Regions from separate parts of the Sus scrofa genome. Here regions 1, 2, 3, 5 and 6 are each linked to region 4. The links are chromatin contacts, called in public Hi-C, HiChIP or PLAC-seq and promoter capture Hi-C maps. All regions are on one chromosome and are shown on one strand. The core of a region is the stretch at or near the end of the contact, and the rest is flanking DNA. Distances in the headings are between cores, read along the strand shown.

Region 1 (2,881 bases), core at 338-2,837, 630 kb after region 4:
GATCGTTAACCCACTGAGCAAGGCAGGACCGAACCCGCAACCTCATGGTTCCTAGTCGGATTCGTTAACCACTGCGCCACGACGGGAACTCCCAAGCAACGTTTTTGATTCTTACTACAATTAGAACAGTTATCTACATGGTGAGGGAACAAGTACATAGCTATGTAAAATAAGAATACTTTCAGCGCCTATGAAGTATGTTTCCTAAGGGATGAATTTATTCTGCAGCACTGGTTTAAACTGTGCTAATACTAGCTTTTGTGAAAGCAACACGTTATGAAAAATAAAATCACCTAAATCTTACACAAGAATTAAAAAAAGGATCTGATATGCGAATGTGATACTACTAAAAAACCCACATAATTTTTGCAAGTTTAGGAAAAAACTTGAATGCTTCAGAACCTAGCAAATAATAAGCACTATAATACCTACTTAATAAAAAGCATACAGGCACGCATTTTTTTTGGTCAACGTTTGGATGATCTGTAAAATGCATGCCAGAATACCCTGAAAGTCAAACTTTATTGTCTTAGGAAGTTACAACAATAGTATATGTAATTCTCATAATTTAATATTTTTCCCAAGGGCAGTTTGGGAATTTCCAATTACCGCTAGTGGTTGCTGTAATTACGTTCTTGTAAAGATTCAAATACAGTATGTTAGTATCTACCACATCAAGAGGTAGGAAAAGCCATTTAATTTAACCTAGTGGCCAAATTCCTTACTACTCCTGCTACTGATTTAATACGACCCTGGCAATCCACACTCTCATGCTGCGGTTTCTATCTGAGAAAGACAGTAATACCTACCTCAAGCAAGCTCCACTAACTTATATATTTCAAGTGATTTGTAACCTGTAGATAAAAAGCCAGCTTTCATTATTACTGTTAATATGTAAATGAGATTACAATTTAAAAAATAGAATTGAAAATAACTACGTCGAAGTCCATCATTTGCTCAGGGAGGAGTGAAACAAAAACTAACCGGTAAAATATTAAACCTATTGTTATATTTATTACTATACCCTGTGGTACGCTCCAGAATTTAGAGGCTTGCGGTACAATAAATATCTGCTTGATAACCCTTCCCATCCCCCGCTCAATTTTTAAATTTACAGGACTATACTAATGAGCATTTCGATCTTCCCTTTCATGATCTCTCTTAGAGACCTCATGGTCATAGAAAATGAAAGGACAGCAGCCGTTAACACAGGAGAGCGAGAAGAAGAAAAAGGACATTCTCCCTGCCGATCCTGGCCTAGAGGACATTAGGTTAAAAATCCACGCAAGGGCTGAGGCCTATAAAACTCTCTTGCATAAGATCTAATCCCCCCGTGCAAATAGAATAAACGGGGGCCTGCTTACTCTACCGAGAGGAGGGTTCCCCCGTCTTCTCCCACACCCCCTCGCGCTCCCCAAGGAACCCAGCGACTCCCCTGCTTCCACCCCCTCCACTTACCAGGAGGGGGGAGGGAGAAGAGATTCGATTCTGAATCTCCTACTCCCGGGTTCTACGTGGAGAAGCGGACTGCTGCTCGAGGTCGGCAACACCGCCGCAACCGCTCAGTCTTCGCCTCTTCACAAAATGGCCCCCGAGTCTCCTCTGCCGCCGAGGCGAAGGCCTAGTCCCCGCCCCACTTCTAGGACTCTTCCTATTGGCTGAGCTTTTTCTCGCTCCCGCTTCTAATTAGACAGTTCTACCGCTCTTCACAATTCTGTCCAATCACAATCAGTGGTGGGTTAGACTAAGCAAGAGAATTTCCACATGCGTGAGCGAAATTAGTTTGTAACTGGTTATTTTTCCTGTCATTTATCACCTGAGAAATGCTTATTGGCCACTGTAACTGACGAAGCGGTAGGTGGAAACCTGCCTTTGTACCGCGCACCACTTCATATCCGGGTATCCGGGAGGTTGTGATTGGCGGCTACGGGATCCTATCACTGCTCCTTAGAGAACCTGGTAGAAGGCCCGCCGGGATCTCGGAATTCCGGCGGCGCGGGGGCGGGGAAGGATTGCGGGATTTTGTTTGGTAGCGGCTCAAAGGATGTGCCCTAGCTCCGGGCCTAGGTAAAGGGAAGCAGGAATCTCCGAATGAATCCTCTATACTGCTGTGTGGATAAAGAAAACACTTTTCTTAGAATTGGGAGGGAGCACCAAGGACTAGAAAAGTAACCAATCCTGCAAAACTCCAACCTTAGAGCTCCCATTTGGACAACACTTAACCTGTCAAGCCCTTCTTTAGACAACCTGTATCTCACCCAAAACAGCTGACTTCCTTATTCCTCTCCACTGCAAAAGGTAAAGAAAGTCTAAAATGTTGGCCTGAAGTATTACAGCACCCATCCTCTGGCCCCAAATCATTTCACGAATACCCTACATGCCAACCAGAATTGGCTTGCCCATCTAATCCTACCCCCTGCTCGTCCCCCAAATCTGCTCCCTTCTTCCCCTCATCTGAAATAGCTAGTCTCCCACCTTCTGGCTCCAGGCATCGCCTGCCAGTCCCGCTGGTTATATTATAGCAGCCATGCACACAGTGGGATAGGTCCAGCTATGCTAGGAATGAAGGATATTTCTCTGTACAGTTAGAGAAAGCAAGATGCAGAATACTATCTAGATAATGTGATACCATCTGTATACATCTTATGGAATATATGTATATGTGAATACAGTTTTATGCATTAATTTTGAATTATGTCTGAATTCCAGAGAGATTCACAAGGAAATTACTTGTTACCTATCAAATGGAAAAAAAAAAAAAAAAGGCCATTTAGTAACAAGTTGAATGTCATTTACTTAGGGAGAGCAGTCCATGGTTGGAAGAGTACAGTGACTCACAAGCAGTGGAGCACACTTCCCCAGGGAGTTGGGGCAAGAGTAC
Region 2 (2,859 bases), core at 32-2,531, 520 kb after region 4:
CACAGTCCCAACCACTCCAAACCCGGGTTTCCGTACACGCCTACTCTCTGAAGTCAATTCACTCGTGCTTTAGTTCTCAGTCAGAGGCGGTTCCTTTCTACTCTAGCGGAGACTACAAGTCCCAGGATGCCCCGCTGCCCCGTGGCCTGCTGGGAAATAAAGAGCCTTTCCTCCGCGGTGGGGGCGCTGTGCATCTGCTGAGTGACGCCAAGCGCTGGAAGTCAGGGCCTAGCCGAGAGTTTCCTCGGACGCGACCACTGGCCCCGTGTGCAGGGAGGAGCCGGGCGGGCTATTCTGAGAGGGGCCGCCACCACCCCAATCTCGGTAACTGAGAGTTGACTGTGGGTCCACAGTCCTCCCTCTGACAGCTTCGGAGACGGGCAGGGGCGGAGGGCTGGCCCTCAGCAGAGCTGGGGTTTCCACAGATGTTGTCGCCGTGCCCCCTCCCACAGTGCCCAGGTTCAAAGTCCTGAGACTTGGAGCGCGCGCGAGAAAGGGGTTGGAGATGATGAGTCAGAAGCCCAGGGCCCTTTTCATCCCCCTCCCCCCGGGCCTAGGCGCCTGAGGAGGACGGGCTGGCCAGACGGGTGGATGGGGCAGGAAGAGGAGGGACACGGCGACCCGACCTAAGGCTTTCCCGCCTCTTGCGAGCACGCCGGTGTAACGAGCCCGCGTCGCCGCCACCCTTTCTCTCCAAGGCGGGAGCGGGACTGCGCAGGCTCAGCCTCTCAGCAGCCCCGCCGACCTTCGATCCCGGCTGCTGAGGTGCGGTTGCTGAAGCTCTGGTTGCGCTCAACCCCCACCGTTTATGACCTTTGCAAATGTGCAAAGATGACGAGCTCAGGTGGGCTTGAGAAAAGCCCAGGAAAACTGGGAGCACCCAGTTGTACCAGCCCGACAGCTTACTAGCCGCTAGAGAAACTAGAAGTTGACCAGAGCTGCATTACTATGAGAACTCACCCCAAATTCACAAAGTGCCCAGGATGGGTGTGCGCCTCACACTCATTTTTGTTCCCACTTGAGAAGGCTTCTTTCCCTAGAGAATGCTGCTTCTCCGGGCTTAGCCAAGCCCAAGCACCAGTAAGGAAAGAGCGCAGCCTGGCTGCCTTGCCCTGACATTGCAGTGGCGCCAGGGGCAGCTCCTTTCTGTTTGTGACACCTTGGGAGTGGTAATAGTCGCCCTATGACAAGATTGTGTGAGTATTTGTGGGTGGGGACAGTTCTGGGATTAGGTTCTGAAATGGAGAAAACAAGATCTGGGCCTCCCCCTTCGCCGCCTCCTCCCAATCTAGAATAATGGAGAGCTCATGTGTGAAGGACTCAAAATAATTTTCTTAAAACTCAGAAGGTGATAGTAGATGAGGAAGCTGAGGGTAAAAATCAGCAATTCATTCCAAATAGAAGCAGCAGCTTTTAGTGATATAATCAGATGTCTAGGAGTTGCATTTTACTTCTTGGAGAATTCAGTCACCATGCAGATGAACCTTATATCAGTCAGGTTTGGTGAGATTATGATGTGGTAACAATGCCAAAATTTCAGTGCCCTGAAACCTAAAGCCCCAAAGGTTTAGGGAGTCTGGCAGGGTACTCTGAACATTGTAAGTTACGCAGGTACCCAAGCCCATGGAGCACTACCATTTTGAGATCCTACCATGACACCATGAGACTAATACCCCTCACCACCACCAGCTTGCCCAGTTGTGAAGTAAGCATGAAGAATTGTTCATAGACTTTTAAATGTTTCTGCCTCAGAGGGATACATATCACTTCTGCTCACACTTCATTGGCCAAAGCAAGCCATATAGCCATATCCAACTTCAAGATGGCCAGAAGGGCAATCTTTACATATGCCTGGAAGGGGAAGGGAAGCAGAAATACTTCATTAAAGGAAGAGGAGGTAGCCATTTGCAGTGATTTGTTGAACAGCTTAGCAGTTGGTATTCATCTGTTCCAGCAGTTATGCGCATATCTACTTTGGTTTTGTTCTTTGGTTTTGTTCCACTAAATGAAGTTCTCAATAGAAACTCCCCCCCCCTCCCCCAGGATAATGGTAAGACTGGGAGACAGGAAATTTGATGTGTAAGTTTGGGCAAGTCAGACCTCTATGAACTACATTTTGCTTAAATGGAGGTTATAGTATTTACCCTCAACCTAACTGGAGGACCAAGGCTCAAATAAAATTACACATGAAAAAAAAAAAAAAACTTTAAAACTGTTAAACACTTTGGAGGTTTTTCCGATAGGGAAGAGGAGTGAAGCAGATTAGGTATGAGTTAATAGGGAGTCATAGGAACTATGGAAAACTAGAGGAGCCCACATTCTATTTAAAGACTTTAACCCAATTCTACCCAATTATTCCCATGTGGGACTGGGGGCTTGGTATTGCCATTGTTCCAATTTTCCTATAAAGGTCAGAAATTCTGACTTTTTAAATGTGAATCATCTGATTTTAAAATGCTGAGGCAGTTCCTTTTGTATATGAACCTGACTGATATCCATGAGGATGTGGGTTCGATCTCTGGCCTTTTTGTTCATTGGGTTAAGGATCCATCGTTGCCTTGAGCTGTGGTATAGGTCAAAAATGCGGCTTGGATCTCACGTGGCTGTGGTATAGGTTGGCAGCTGCAGCTCCAATTGTTGACTCCTAGCCTGGGAACTTGCATATGTCGGAGGTGCAGCTCTAAAAAAAAAAAAAAAAAAAAAAGTAAATAAAATAAAATGTTGATGATTACAATTTTAAAAATCAACAGATTCGGCCTATGGTCCTTCAGTTATTGTCTCTCATTATACAAAAATAAGCTATAAATTCAGGTTTTGGATGTGCAGTTCTCGTTGGCCCTCAAGGCTTCTAAAATTCAA
Region 3 (2,993 bases), core at 485-2,984, 850 kb after region 4:
GTTAATGACTAGTATCCATGAGGACTCAGGTTTGATCTCTGAGGTTTGCTCAGCAGGTTAGGGATCCTGCATTGCCATAAGCTGTGGTGTGGGTCACAGATGCGGCTAGGATCCCGCGCGTTGCTGTGGCTGTGGTGTAGGCTGGCAGCTACAGCTCTGATTGGACCCCTAGCCTGGGAACCTCCATATGTGTGGGCGAGGCCCTAAAAAGACCAAAAAAAAAAAAAAGCACTGTATCATTAGCACCTTGCACAGTATGGTTGGTTGTTCACTTAATAACTATTTGCAAAAATCTTCTCCTGTTGATTTTTCCTCTAAATCCTTTTTGAACCCCATCAGCTATTTGGGTTCTGAGTAAGTCCTTGGGAGTAGTGGCAGCTTCAGACTTCCAAAAGGGGGGGACTTGGAAGTGGCAATCTGGTAAGAATGGGAAATCAGGCTTTTATTCAGAAACATCTGCAAGGAAGGCTAGTTTAACACATATATTCTTTATTTGGGCTGGGGTTATGGAGATATGAAAGGGGATGTATAGGCCCCAGCAGGCTATAGCTAATTTCAAATGTGTGAAGACATTCATATGTCCCAGTATCACCAGTTTGTTTTTGGAACTCGATCATACTCTTTTCTTTAAAGGAAAAGTTACTCGCTTCATCTACCTTTTAATTTTAAGTCTGGGATGGCTCTTCAGTGTGCTTATTCTTCTCCCACACACACACAAAATCTATATAGTAATTACTTTGAAAAACACGTGAAGTTCGCACTAATTTACCGCAAAACAAGGTTAGTTTCTGAATAAGTAATTCCGCTTTAGTGGGATTTTCCGTAAGCATACAAATTACATTTTGGGGAAAAAAATCCTACAGGCAGCTAATCCACACCTCCATACTCAACTCTTAGTTACTTTTCAATTATTTACTCCCAATTACACTACTCCCCATTTATCAGCATTTGATTAGAGACTCAATGTAACTTTGGACTAGTTCAAAAAGTAGGGCAGGTAATGTTTTACTTTGAACACTAAAAGCTGCTAAATTTCCACTTCAGGTAATCAGATTTCATAATCTACTTTAAGACAGGTAATATGTACTTACCTATTGTGAGGTCGTGGACCGGCTGGAACCGCTTGTCTGTAAACTGCAGGAGGAGACATGACTTCCCCACACCTGAAAAAGGAGGACGTGGGTTCTAGCAGTTACACGGCAGGGGAACAGTCCAAAGTCGGGGCATCAGGGACTGGGGAAGGGGAGCCCCAAGCCCCGAGCCCCGCCCCCGGCCGGCCGCCCCGCCCCCGCCCGCTCCTCACTTAATGGCCCAGCCCACTAAATGAGCCCCGCCCCCAAGACCCGATTTGGGCCCTTCGGATTCCCGCCCCTGCCTGAGAGCTGTTGTCTGCGGGTTACCTGTGTCCCCGATGATGATGTACTTGAAGAGATAAGCATAAGTCATGGTCCCGTTTCCTCTGGATTCCGGGTCCGCCCGACTTCTACAGCCACTTACCTCCGGCCTCTCTAGCCACGCAATCTACGGACCTCCGGTCCCTTCTAGCCCAGATCACGTCTCTATTGCTCTCCCTCGAAATCCTCTTTCAGTCGGAGCGACGGTAATACCCAGATACCACCTCCGGCGGCGCCTCCAACACTTCTACATGCCATAATACCACCAAGATCCAGGGGGCGATAGCTAGCCTTTCAGTCCGCTCGGCTTTCCCGGGCCTGACTCACAACAGCCCCACGGCGCTCCTTCCAGTCAGCTGAGAGCCACGCACGTCGTTGCGGAAGTGACGGCAGTTCCGTGTCCTGTAGAGGCGGTGGGAGCGATGAGGGCACTGAGGCTGTGGTAGCCGTTGTGTGAAGATGGAGGTAAGCGCCTGAGCGCTAAGAAGGCTGGCGAGAGAACGCGGCTGACGGGGTTGAAGCAGAGATGGGAAGTCGGGCGGAGAGGCGGCTGCCGGGAGGGGAGAGAGCCGAGTTTCGGGAATGTTGTCATAATGTCGGGGTCAGAATCCGTCGCTCCAACCTAATTCCCTACTTCCTCTAACATCCTCGCGGCTTTCTTTTGGTTTCCAGTTTCCCGGAGGAAGTGACAATTACCTGACGATCACTGGACCCTCGCACCCCTTCCTGTCAGGGGCCGAGGTGAGCAAGAGCTGCCGACGTTACGGCGGCGGGGGGGTGGGGGGCTGCTGAGGCAGAGGAGGTGGGGTAGGGTGGTGGGGAGGGGAGCGTGGACGCCGGGGGCTGGTGGTTGGGAATCCGGGGCCGTGATTGATGTTTGCAGAAGAGTGGCAGTTGCTTCCAGAGCCTATGAGAGCTCTGGGGAGGGCCTGGGAAGTTGTTGTCATCAGAAGAGCAAGACCTTGAAAAGAGCGTACCTGTTTATTTCAGAGTGATTCCGGATTGGAATCCAGAATGGAATTTCTCTTTCTGTGAAGGAGAAGTAACTAAAACAATCTTGGGGGATCGCAGCAGGGAGGTGTTTCAGCCAAAGAAATTGGGGAGAGGGAAGGAGTTTACCTAGTAGAGGATAACTATGACATGTGTTCACTCTTAAAACGTACTCTGTTGAAGGGGTCTTTGTTTCATTAAAATTTTCTACTCAGTGATTTTTTAAAAAGTTATGTTTACTTACGTGGTGTTAGCTTGTTTTGCTAGCGACAGTATGAAAGGAAATAGTTGCCTTCAGAAAACATGGAGTTGAGTAGAATATGTGTTTCTGTTTGCCAGTGACTCAGAGTTTGAGCAGCTTACTTCACCTTTGTATGTCACAGTTTCCCCAGCTGTCAAATGGCTGTAATAATAGTTTCTTATGACGTTGTGAGGTAAATGTAATGGTCATGGTGAGGTCCTTTAGTATTACTGGAAAAGTTTTAGTTGAAATACTGTCATAAGTATGCGTCATTTGCTTAGGCAAGGCAAAAGGGAAAGATGGAACAGATACAAATAAATTTCTCAGTCTTAAGAAACTGAAGTTATGAACTTTCCAGTATCTTTTGA
Region 4 (2,915 bases), core at 280-2,779:
ATTTCCTGAACTACAAAATGGAGATAAGGATAATACGTACCCTGTAGGGTTGCTGTGAGAATTAAATAATAAATGTAAAGCTTACTGCATAGTAAACACTAAATAATTTCTAGTTATTATCAATATAAAGATTAAATGAGGTTGTGCATGTACAGCACTTAGTTCAGTGTCTAGTACACAAAGAAAGCTCTAGTAAATATTAGATATTTTTAATAAATTTCCATTTTTATACATCTTCCTATTTCCAAAGTAATGCCTTTTAGGCCCGTCTAGCTTATTTGTGCCATAATTAAGTCAGATGCAACAAGCTTTGATTTATCTTCAGAAACAGATCAACCAATCCAATACAGCAAACATTTTGTTGAGCAAGTACTTACATTTTGTCAGATTTATTCCCAAGTACTTGATATGCTTTTATGTTATTTTAAATTGTATCTTTTCTAAAAAATCTTTTTCTATTTCTTTGAAGCTCTTTTTAAAAGATAAAATTTATTCTTACGTGTTATTTTTCTATTAGCCTTGCTAAGCTTCCTTTTTGAGTTAAAAAAATTATCTCCCAGTATCTTCCGATTTTTTTTAATATTTGTAATCAAACAGCATGCAAGTAGTGAAAAAATTTCTTCATTTATGTTGATGAACAAAATTTCTTAATTTAATTTTTTTTGGCTTTTTAGGGACACACTCGTGGCATATGAAAGTTCCCAGGCCAAATCAGGCCACAGCAACACAGGATCCAAGCCACGTCTGTCACCTATACCACAGCTCAGGGTAATATCGGATCCCTGACCCACTGAACAAGGCCAGGGATTGAACCTATGTCGTCATGGATCCTAGTCCGGTTCGTTACTGCTGGGCCACAATGGGAATTCCCAAAATTTCTCTATTTTAATATAATCAAATTTATCAATATTTCCCTTATACTATATATCTTTGAGAACCCCCCCCATTCCTTACCTCAAGATATTCCTTGCCTCAAAAGATATTTCTGTGTATTTCAAGTTCGTTTATTGAAGATCAGTGCTCACACACAGGATGCGCTTAAATCATGCATTTCTTTAAAAGAAGGTCGGAGGGAGAGTAGTCTGAATTGGGTTATGAGGCCCCCTGACGGGGTACCTCACCTCAGCCATTGAACTCACTTCGCTGGCCGTGAGTCTGTTCCAAGCTCCGGCTCAGGAGGCATCCGCCAGGCCCCTCCTCAAGGCGGGGTCTCATGGCATCTCCTGCCCAGTCTGCCCTCGCGCGGAGACCCGTTCTCTGGGAACTCACCTCCCTGAGATTCAGGGAGGGCCCTGTTAGGGCCGCTCTTGGCCCTAGTCTCAGACCTTCCCAAGGGACATGGGGTAGAGTGACTGAATGCACTCAGCGCGTAGCCCCACCGATGAGCTTCTCTCCGCCCTACGTAGGAAAACTGCTTCTGTGAGCACTTATAAAACTCCCATAAGTAGAGAGATTTCATAGTTATGGTGATTTCCCATAAGACATTGCGACATGCAAATATTGTGGCGCGTTCGTCCCCGTCCGGTGCAGGCAGCTTCGCTCCAGGACGCACGCGCAATACATGTTCCCGCCTTGAGACTGCGCCGGCAGATTCCTAGGAAGTGGTTGATGACGTCGATGTTAGGGATCCATGGCTGCGCGCGGGAGAGGGACCTGCAGCCGCCGGACGCGAGGTTCGGAGCACTTTGCTGGGGGCGGAATGCCGGGAGGCGGGAAGTCGGAAAATGAACGGTGCTGTCAACTGTAGCCCTTCCCGTTTCCATCGCCCTCTGAATCAGCACTTGTTTTGGTGCTGTACTTTGACAATCAGTTTTAAGAGCTTTTTGGATTGCAGAATTGTGTATAACAGGTTGTTGATCTATAACAACTAGCCTGGTGCCAACACTATTTTAAATATCTAATGTCATACAATCTAAAAAATTAATTATAAGGTGTCTAATTATTTTATGTAGCACCAAGCAAAGAAAAACGCTTCCAGTTAAAACATGATTCACTGCTTGTAAATTATCACTTGTAAAATGCATCCAGTTTCAGAGATGATAAAATGCAGCTCATACAATTGATTTATGATGAGATACTCTATCTCTCTGTATATTGTGTTCTTAATGTATTGCTCCACCCTACAAATTCCATATTGTTGTTGTCATCCTCTGGATTTTTCAGTTGGGGCAACTGAAGTACAAAGAGATGAAACAACTTAAGATTCCACAACTAGAAAAAGACAGGGCTGGGCTCCTAGTTAGGCACAGACTTCGGAGCACTCTGCTACCACCTTAGGGAGTTTGGGGGATGGGACACCAGTAAACAGAAGAGATAAACAGGCAGAAGAGAATCATGCCTCAGGCATGGTCTTACAAGAGCCTCAAGGCTTCATTTTATTTTATTTTGTTTTATTTGGCTAGAACAGCAATTCAGGAACTCAGACTGTTTTCAAGAACGGTGATGCGGCAGTTATTACTCTTTTTGTAAATTTACAAAACCATCGCAATCCATTTCTTTCAAAAGGTGTTTTTTTCATTGTGTACTCATTCTTTCTTTTGCTGCTTTGTCCATTTGTCTTGCCCATAGCATTAAATGAAGCTGCAAAAATTAATGGCAAAACAGCTACAGAAGACACTCCTCCTGCAAAGAAAATTCGAAGATGTCAGAGGCAGCAGGTGAAAAGGGAGCCTGTGGCTGGAGGAAAGGCTGACAATGACAGGACAGAAGACAAGCAAGGTCAGAGAGAACATCTGCCAGCAAGAGTGTTCCTGGGAGGGGTGAGGCTAGGGGATATCTTGTTCTTTCAACTCTTATCTCTTCCTTTCTTGAAGATATAATTAACTTTCTACCTGTGGGGCATACCGTACAACTAATCTACTTTCTCAAAATGTTCAGTTTCATGTATCTGAGATAAACTGAGACCTGGGTAGATA
Region 5 (2,708 bases), core at 105-2,604, 770 kb after region 4:
TTTTGGCTTATCATAAAATGCAGATAATCCATTTTATCTTCAATTATCTAATGCATTTGTGCTCAAAGGATGAATCATGCACAGGAACCTTTGATATGAACGGTAGGGAAATGACCAATTTTAATAGTTTAGTTTTTAGCAGAGAAGTAGTTTGGTAGGCAATTTACAACGCTGAAATCAGAACTGATTATTTTTGTCATGGCGCTTATCAGGTTTTAAAAAGTCTTCCTTAGTTTTATCCTCCTTGAATGACAGAGTTCAGAGGCCAGACTTAAGCCAGATAGCTCAAAATCCACCAGAGGATGCAATCAAATATTTGAATAAATAAAATTTTAGCTGTGGACTTTTTAAAGCAGCAAAAATACCCAAGCTTTTGAAAGACTGAGAACCTCAACAGCTTTTTCTGAACACGTGCCCCACATACTCAATCAAGGAGGAAAACTAATGAGGTATTAGGCATCACAACATTTTCTGTATTACTAAAGCCTGCAGGTTTTCAGCGTTAGGTTTCTGTGTTACCCACGGCAGGGCCTAGAACATGAGGCGGTTGAGCGTGAGCAGTATTTCTTTTTTTAACTCCAGCAACAGTTCAGCAAAAGATAAACGCGGAGAGCCCGATTCACATCCTCCTTGGCCCTCCATCCATCCTTTACGAAATGGTTGTAATTCTGGCGGGACCTAGGGCGCAACACTCTGGTTCTGGAAGGACAGAGCGAATGCGTGGGTGTGTGTGAACACTGCAGGAAGGGGCAGCAAGACGCGATCACGGAGTGGGAGGGAGGGGTGAGGATGCCTCTTCTAGGGCGGGAAGAGACTACGAGAGGTGGCTGTTATGCATGACGGGGGCTGGCACGCGGGGAAGATGGTGATGGCCGCAGGGGAGGATGATTGCGGGGGATTCCCTGCTACCTGGCGGCCCTCGGGGCCTCCTGCAGTAAATGATCCTGGAGCAACTAAAGGGGCGCGACACTGAACCCGCGAATTCCCGACGGAAAGGGGGAAAAAAGGCGCCGAGAAACGGGGTTATTATGGGATGGCAAAGGGGGTCTCCCTAGGTAAAATTACGAGTTCTATCTCACCCTCCAATTGCTGTACAGTCGCTTCACTCTCCGGTAATAAGCGTCTTTATCCAGAGTCACAGCCATAGCCACAGACGCCGCTCCTCCTCGGGTTCCGAGAATCACGCGAGGTCCCGGCTCCGCCACCCTCTCTCGGCCCCGGAATCCCGCACTCTCCCAGTGACCCGGAAGCATCGACCTCAAAGATGCCCTTTCCGCTTCCGGGTCCCGGCAGCGCTTGGGTATTTTTCTGTTTTCTTTTTTTTCCTTCACTTTTTTTTAATATAATCCTCTCTCCGGAGGTTAGGGAGAAAAGAGGAAGGAAAAGAATGGGGAGAGTAACAAAATGTGCAACGCTAAAAGAGTCTAGATTTTCGCGGGGTTTCCTTGTCAATTTAGCAACAGCCGCACGCGAGGCGACGTCATCACGTGACACTGTCCCCGCCCTTACTCTCTGCCAGGCTGCGGTTTCCAGGAGATCCAACTACTTGCCGAAGCGGCGGAGGCTGAACCAGGCGAAGGAGGCGGGTGGCCTGACGTACCGACCCCGCCCCACACAGGGAGCAGCGCGCGGGTGTAATGGCCCCACCCATCGGCAAAGGAAGGGAAGCGGAAAGAGCGGGATCTGGCGTGGGATGGTAGTGGGAAGACTACAGCGTAACCGGGTACGTTCCCCTCCTAGAAAAGGTGGGAAAGTAAAAGCCTCTGCTACTTTAGGGTTGGAAGGATTCTCGTTGCTGGGACGCTGGGTCAGGGGCTTCGCGCGGACAGAGCGCCCAAACCAGGAAGAGGGAGCCTGCCCTGCACATAAACTGAACTACGACACGCACTGTGGGGTAAGGACTTGGCCTTAGAAAGGAAAATAAAATGCCCAGGCTTCATTTGAGCGCTGGGATGTTAGAGGAAGGTCGTAGGAAATACGTGGCTTGAGAGAATTCACAAAATCCATTTCCCCGTGAGGTTGTGACAGCGTCCTTCTAGTCAGCCAGTCCCCTTGCAGCAGTTCATTAAGTGACACCATTCTTAGGGCTTCCCCAAAGCACCATTATTTCAGTTAATTCGAAATAAAGTGTACATGGGTCTTGACGAAATTCTTCCTTCTCATCTCTTCTAAGAACTTGGAGTTTGAATCTGGAACAACATTTTGCCTACTACTTGGCTTAGATCATTTCTTTGCCTTTTGGCAAGCTGGACAACCTCCACTTACATATAATCCTTTAATAGAGTACCAATAACTTGTCTGTCCTATCCAAGGTAACTTCACGCGAACAGTAATGAAGTTAGGAAAGTGGTGTTGAAATCATGAATATCAACTCAAAATTAATATTTATATTGGGTTTGAGCAAATATAGGACAAGGGAAGAGTGGGAAAGGATTAACTTAAATTTATTAATGCCAAGGGGAAGGAAGGTAACAGTTCCTGACCCTCCAGCTGTATCCACAGTTCGGTCAGGAACAGGCTCTGCCAGAGGCTAGTGCCGGCGCTACATAGTCTGTGGTTAATGGAGGTGTCTAGGGAGGGGTGAGCATATCAGCTGCTCTAGTCTCCTTTCCTTCCCCAGAAAGGAGGAAGTAGCCACGTATTATTTTAGGAGTTCCCCTACCCACCCGATCCTTTCAAATTTGGAAGTAATCAGGTACACGTTTTCT
Region 6 (3,088 bases), core at 393-2,892, 890 kb after region 4:
GGCATTTTACATATATCATACTGCATTTCTGACTTTTTCTTTTAAAAGTACCAATCCGGAGTTCCCGTCGTGGCACAGTGGTTAACGAATCCGACTAGGAACCATGAGGTTGCAGGTTCGATCCCTGGCCTTGCTCAGTGGGTTAAGGATCCGGTGTTGCCGTGAGCTGTGGTGTAGGTTGCAGATGCGGCTCAGATCCTGCGTTGCTGTGGCTCTGGTGTAGGCTGGTGGCTACAGCTCTGATTGGATCCCTAGCCTGGGAACCTCCATATGCCGAGGGAAGCAGCCCTAGAAAAGGCAAAGACCAAAAAATAAATAAATAAAAGTACCAATCCTTTATTCCCAACTAAATTTTAAATTCCTTGAGGGCAGGGACACTGTTTTACTTATTTTTGTCTTACTAGACTCATGTACATTGTAGATACTCAATAGATGTTTATTTATTATGGCGTAAGAGTCTTGCCAGGGCATTTTCCATTTCCAAAGATCAGAATGAATGTGTGGACCTCACGTATTTCAACACAAGATTTAGAGATGGACTCAAGTACACTGACAGAGAAACAAGCTACAAGAATGGTATGGATTCATTATCCTTGTAGATCTTCCATTGATTTGCTTTAGCTAATTCAAGGCTTGTGCTGGGGATGTGGAATGCAAAAGACAAGACAATCATTTGAGGTTCCTTCAAGTTTTATGACTGTGACACAGAGGGCAACGGAAGGGGTGAAAAAGTTTAAAAACAAATGTTTCCAGATTGTTTGATATGTAAATGGCTAAGACAATGCCAGTTTCTCTACTCACTTAGCAACACCCTGTGCCAGCTCTGTGAGGGCCAATGAGATGGTCCCTGTGTATACAGATTCGTACTTGCTCTTACACTGCCCACAGTCTCAGAGAAACAACCACTACAAAGCAATTGCTATAACCGAGGGACGAACAAAGAGCCATGGGAATAATCCAAAGAGGGGACTTGCTGCTCGAGGGAAGGGGCCTGAAAGGCCTAGCAAAGGAGACTTTCAAGAGGAGTCAACCAGACGTGGAGAGGCAGGGTTGGGGACGAATGGGAGCTTCCGTCCCGGGAAAGTGGTGAACCGGAGGGACCAGGGGCCAGGGTGGGAAGGAACGCGACTACTTGCCAGAGGGCAAGGCGTCTGTACGGCTGAAGGGGAAGAGAAGAGTACCAACTTATGAAGCATTAAAGAAATGGCCATTTGGGCAAAGGCTCTGACTCAGGAGCTTTTTCTCCACGGTTCCCTCCTGGGTTCCCTCCCTCCCTCCCGGGGTAAGCATCAGCCCAACAGCCCAGCGCCTCACCCAAGTGCCCTGAGTCCTGCTTCCGCCTCCGCCGCAGCCTTTCCCTCAGCGAGTCCAGCTGCTTTTTGTGGGCCTGGATAGAGCTCCACGTGTCCGACATTTTAGTCCCACAGCCGGGACACGTCTCGAACAAGGGGTAGCCGACTAGCACCTCCCAGCACTGGCTCCACGAAATTTCCAACTCTCACGCGTACTCCCCAAGGCTAACCGGAAGGAGGTCCTGAGAGATGCGCCAGATAGAAAGTCATTTCCCGTTTCGCTCTCGCTTTGGAACTGAAATGAGGAGCCACCTTAAATGTTAGCGGAGTGGCGGATATGTTTTTCAGTGACGGTCTTTCGCGCTACCGGAAGCGGTGAAGCTGGGGTTGCCATATTGGTGCCTGGCAGAGCGGCCATCTTGCTTATAGCCGCGCATGCGGCCATGTTGATTATTAGGAAATGCGTCCTGATAGTTGACTCTTGTTAAAGCACCCAAGGTAGGGGTGCTGGTGCGAGTGTAGCCTCGCCTCGGACATGCGGAAGTTCCCGGACAGGGATCAAACCCGAACCACAGCAGACAACACTAATTCCTTAACCATTAGGCCACCAGGTGAATTCACAGATTTTTTTTTTTTTTTTTTGCTTTTTTAGGGCCTCACCTGAAGCATGCGGAAGTTCTCAGGCAAGAGGTCAAATCAGAGCTGCAGCAATGCAGGAACTCGAGCTGTGTTGTGACTTACACCAACAGCTCACAGCAACATGGGATACTTAACCCCAACACTGAGGGAGGCCAAGGGATGGTACACCAGTCCTCATGGATTCTAGTCAGGCTCTTTAATGCTGAGCCATAAGGGGAACACCCAGATATTTTTAAATGAAGGATCACTGATTTCTTTTGACAGTTTGATACTAACATGCCTTTTCCACTGAAGGTGTAGGTTCATGTTTCCATGCATTTGTTTACAAAAATATAGCTGTTATGTATGCTTCTTTGACAGAGGAGGACTGATGAACAGAGATAATATACGGAGTCTACAAATACATATTCTTACTTATATCAAATCTACAAGTGTCATGTCTGATACATTAAAACAGAGTCCTCAGGAGTTCACTTCTGGTACAGCAGGTTAAGGATCCTGCATTGTCACTGCAGCCACTCTGGTTGCTGTTGTGACTCAGGTTTGATCCCTGGCCAGGGGACTTCCACATGCCAAAAGAACAAACAAAAACAAACAAAATAGAATCCTCAGAAGCGGCACTAAGGGGCTTCTTGAGGTTCTGGTTGTGCTGTGTTTCTTATTCTGGGATTGCATAAATACATTCTTTGTGAAAATTAACTGAGCCAAAGTGTACTTCTGTGTGTGGTAAACTTACAAACTTTGTTCCCATTGCATCCTCTGAACAGAAGCATTTGGGAACTACTGATTTTTTTTTTTAATTTTTATTTATTTATTTATTTGTCTTTTTGCTATTTCTTTGGGCCGCTCCCGCGGCATATGGAGGTTCCCAAGCTAGGGGTCGAATTGGAGCTGCAACCCCCGGCCTACGCTAGAGCCACAGCAACGCGGGATCTGAGCCGCGTCTGCAATCTACACCACAGCTCACGGCAACGCTAGATCGTTAACACACTGAACAAGGGCAGGGATCGAACCCGCAACCTCATGGTTCCTAGTCAGATTCCTTAACCACTGCGCCACGACGGGAACTCCGGGAACTACTGATTTATCAGTTCTAACCAGATGCAAAACACTGTCAGAACAACTTAAAAAGGCCTGCCCCTTGTTTTCAGAGTTTC

What was found. Promoter capture Hi-C pulls out the DNA fragments that hold promoters and counts their contacts. A called contact is a pair of places that touch in the nucleus more often than the background predicts. HiChIP or PLAC-seq counts read pairs in DNA pulled down with a chosen protein or histone mark.
Region 1: a contact with region 4 is called in a Hi-C map of skeletal muscle, with 3 times the contacts expected there. The contact joins the promoter of HNRNPC here to the promoter of PARP2 in region 4. A contact is called at or near these places in 3 of 47 Hi-C or Micro-C datasets (heart right ventricle, liver and skeletal muscle) and 1 of 2 datasets of contacts at active chromatin or transcription factors (skeletal muscle).
Region 2: an H3K27ac HiChIP or PLAC-seq map of alveolar macrophages shows a contact between it and region 4. The contact joins the promoter of ZNF219 here to the promoter of PARP2 in region 4. A contact is called at or near these places in 2 of 5 promoter capture datasets (fetal liver and liver), 6 of 47 Hi-C or Micro-C datasets (alveolar macrophages, fetal skeletal muscle, heart right ventricle and 3 more) and 2 of 2 datasets of contacts at active chromatin or transcription factors (alveolar macrophages and skeletal muscle).
Region 3: a contact with region 4 is called in a Hi-C map of liver, with 4 times the contacts expected there. The contact joins the promoter of TOX4 here to the promoter of PARP2 in region 4. A contact is called at or near these places in 2 of 47 Hi-C or Micro-C datasets (liver and skeletal muscle).
Region 5: a promoter capture Hi-C map of fetal liver shows a contact between it and region 4, with 5 times the contacts expected there. The contact joins the promoter of LOC106504487 here to the promoter of PARP2 in region 4. A contact is called at or near these places in 2 of 5 promoter capture datasets (fetal liver and liver) and 3 of 47 Hi-C or Micro-C datasets (heart right ventricle, liver and retroperitoneal adipose tissue).
Region 6: a promoter capture Hi-C map of liver shows a contact between it and region 4, with 8 times the contacts expected there. The contact joins the promoter of METTL3 here to the promoter of PARP2 in region 4. A contact is called at or near these places in 1 of 5 promoter capture datasets (liver) and 1 of 2 datasets of contacts at active chromatin or transcription factors (alveolar macrophages).

The regions. Positions count from the first base shown.
Region 1 is chr7:77,919,851-77,922,731 of Sscrofa11.1, reverse strand. HNRNPC (heterogeneous nuclear ribonucleoprotein C (C1/C2)) reads right to left here and starts at 1,587. Exons shown (of 8, transcript NM_001243694.1): 1 at 1,459-1,587.
Region 2 is chr7:78,026,982-78,029,840 of Sscrofa11.1, reverse strand. ZNF219 (zinc finger protein 219) reads right to left here and starts at 1,281. Exons shown (of 5, transcript XM_021099309.1): 1 at 961-1,281. It overlaps TMEM253 (transmembrane protein 253), which reads left to right. Exons shown (of 9, transcript XR_002345950.1): 7 at 1-324.
Region 3 is chr7:77,697,693-77,700,685 of Sscrofa11.1, reverse strand. TOX4 (TOX high mobility group box family member 4) reads left to right here and starts at 1,734. Exons shown (of 9, transcript XM_001929118.6): 1 at 1,734-1,859; 2 at 2,067-2,135. The coding sequence starts at 1,854. RAB2B (ras-related protein Rab-2B) reads right to left here and starts at 1,779. Exons shown (of 8, transcript XM_013978245.2): 1 at 1,401-1,779; 2 at 1,092-1,163. The coding sequence starts at 1,446.
Region 4 is chr7:78,550,007-78,552,921 of Sscrofa11.1, reverse strand. PARP2 (poly [ADP-ribose] polymerase 2) reads left to right here and starts at 1,529. Exons shown (of 16, transcript XM_005656314.3): 1 at 1,529-1,673; 2 at 2,569-2,718. The coding sequence starts at 1,631.
Region 5 is chr7:77,779,867-77,782,574 of Sscrofa11.1, reverse strand. It overlaps LOC106504487, which reads left to right and starts at 1,354. Exons shown (of 3, transcript XM_021099305.1): 1 at 1,354-1,894. The coding sequence starts at 1,388. It overlaps CHD8 (chromodomain-helicase-DNA-binding protein 8), which reads right to left. Exons shown (of 37, transcript XM_021099301.1): 37 at 2,427-2,708. SUPT16H (FACT complex subunit SPT16) reads right to left here and starts at 1,607. Exons shown (of 26, transcript XM_001929180.6): 1 at 1,080-1,607. The coding sequence starts at 1,253.
Region 6 is chr7:77,660,499-77,663,586 of Sscrofa11.1, reverse strand. It overlaps METTL3 (N6-adenosine-methyltransferase 70 kDa subunit), which reads right to left and starts at 1,642. Exons shown (of 11, transcript XM_003128580.5): 1 at 1,315-1,642. The coding sequence starts at 1,414.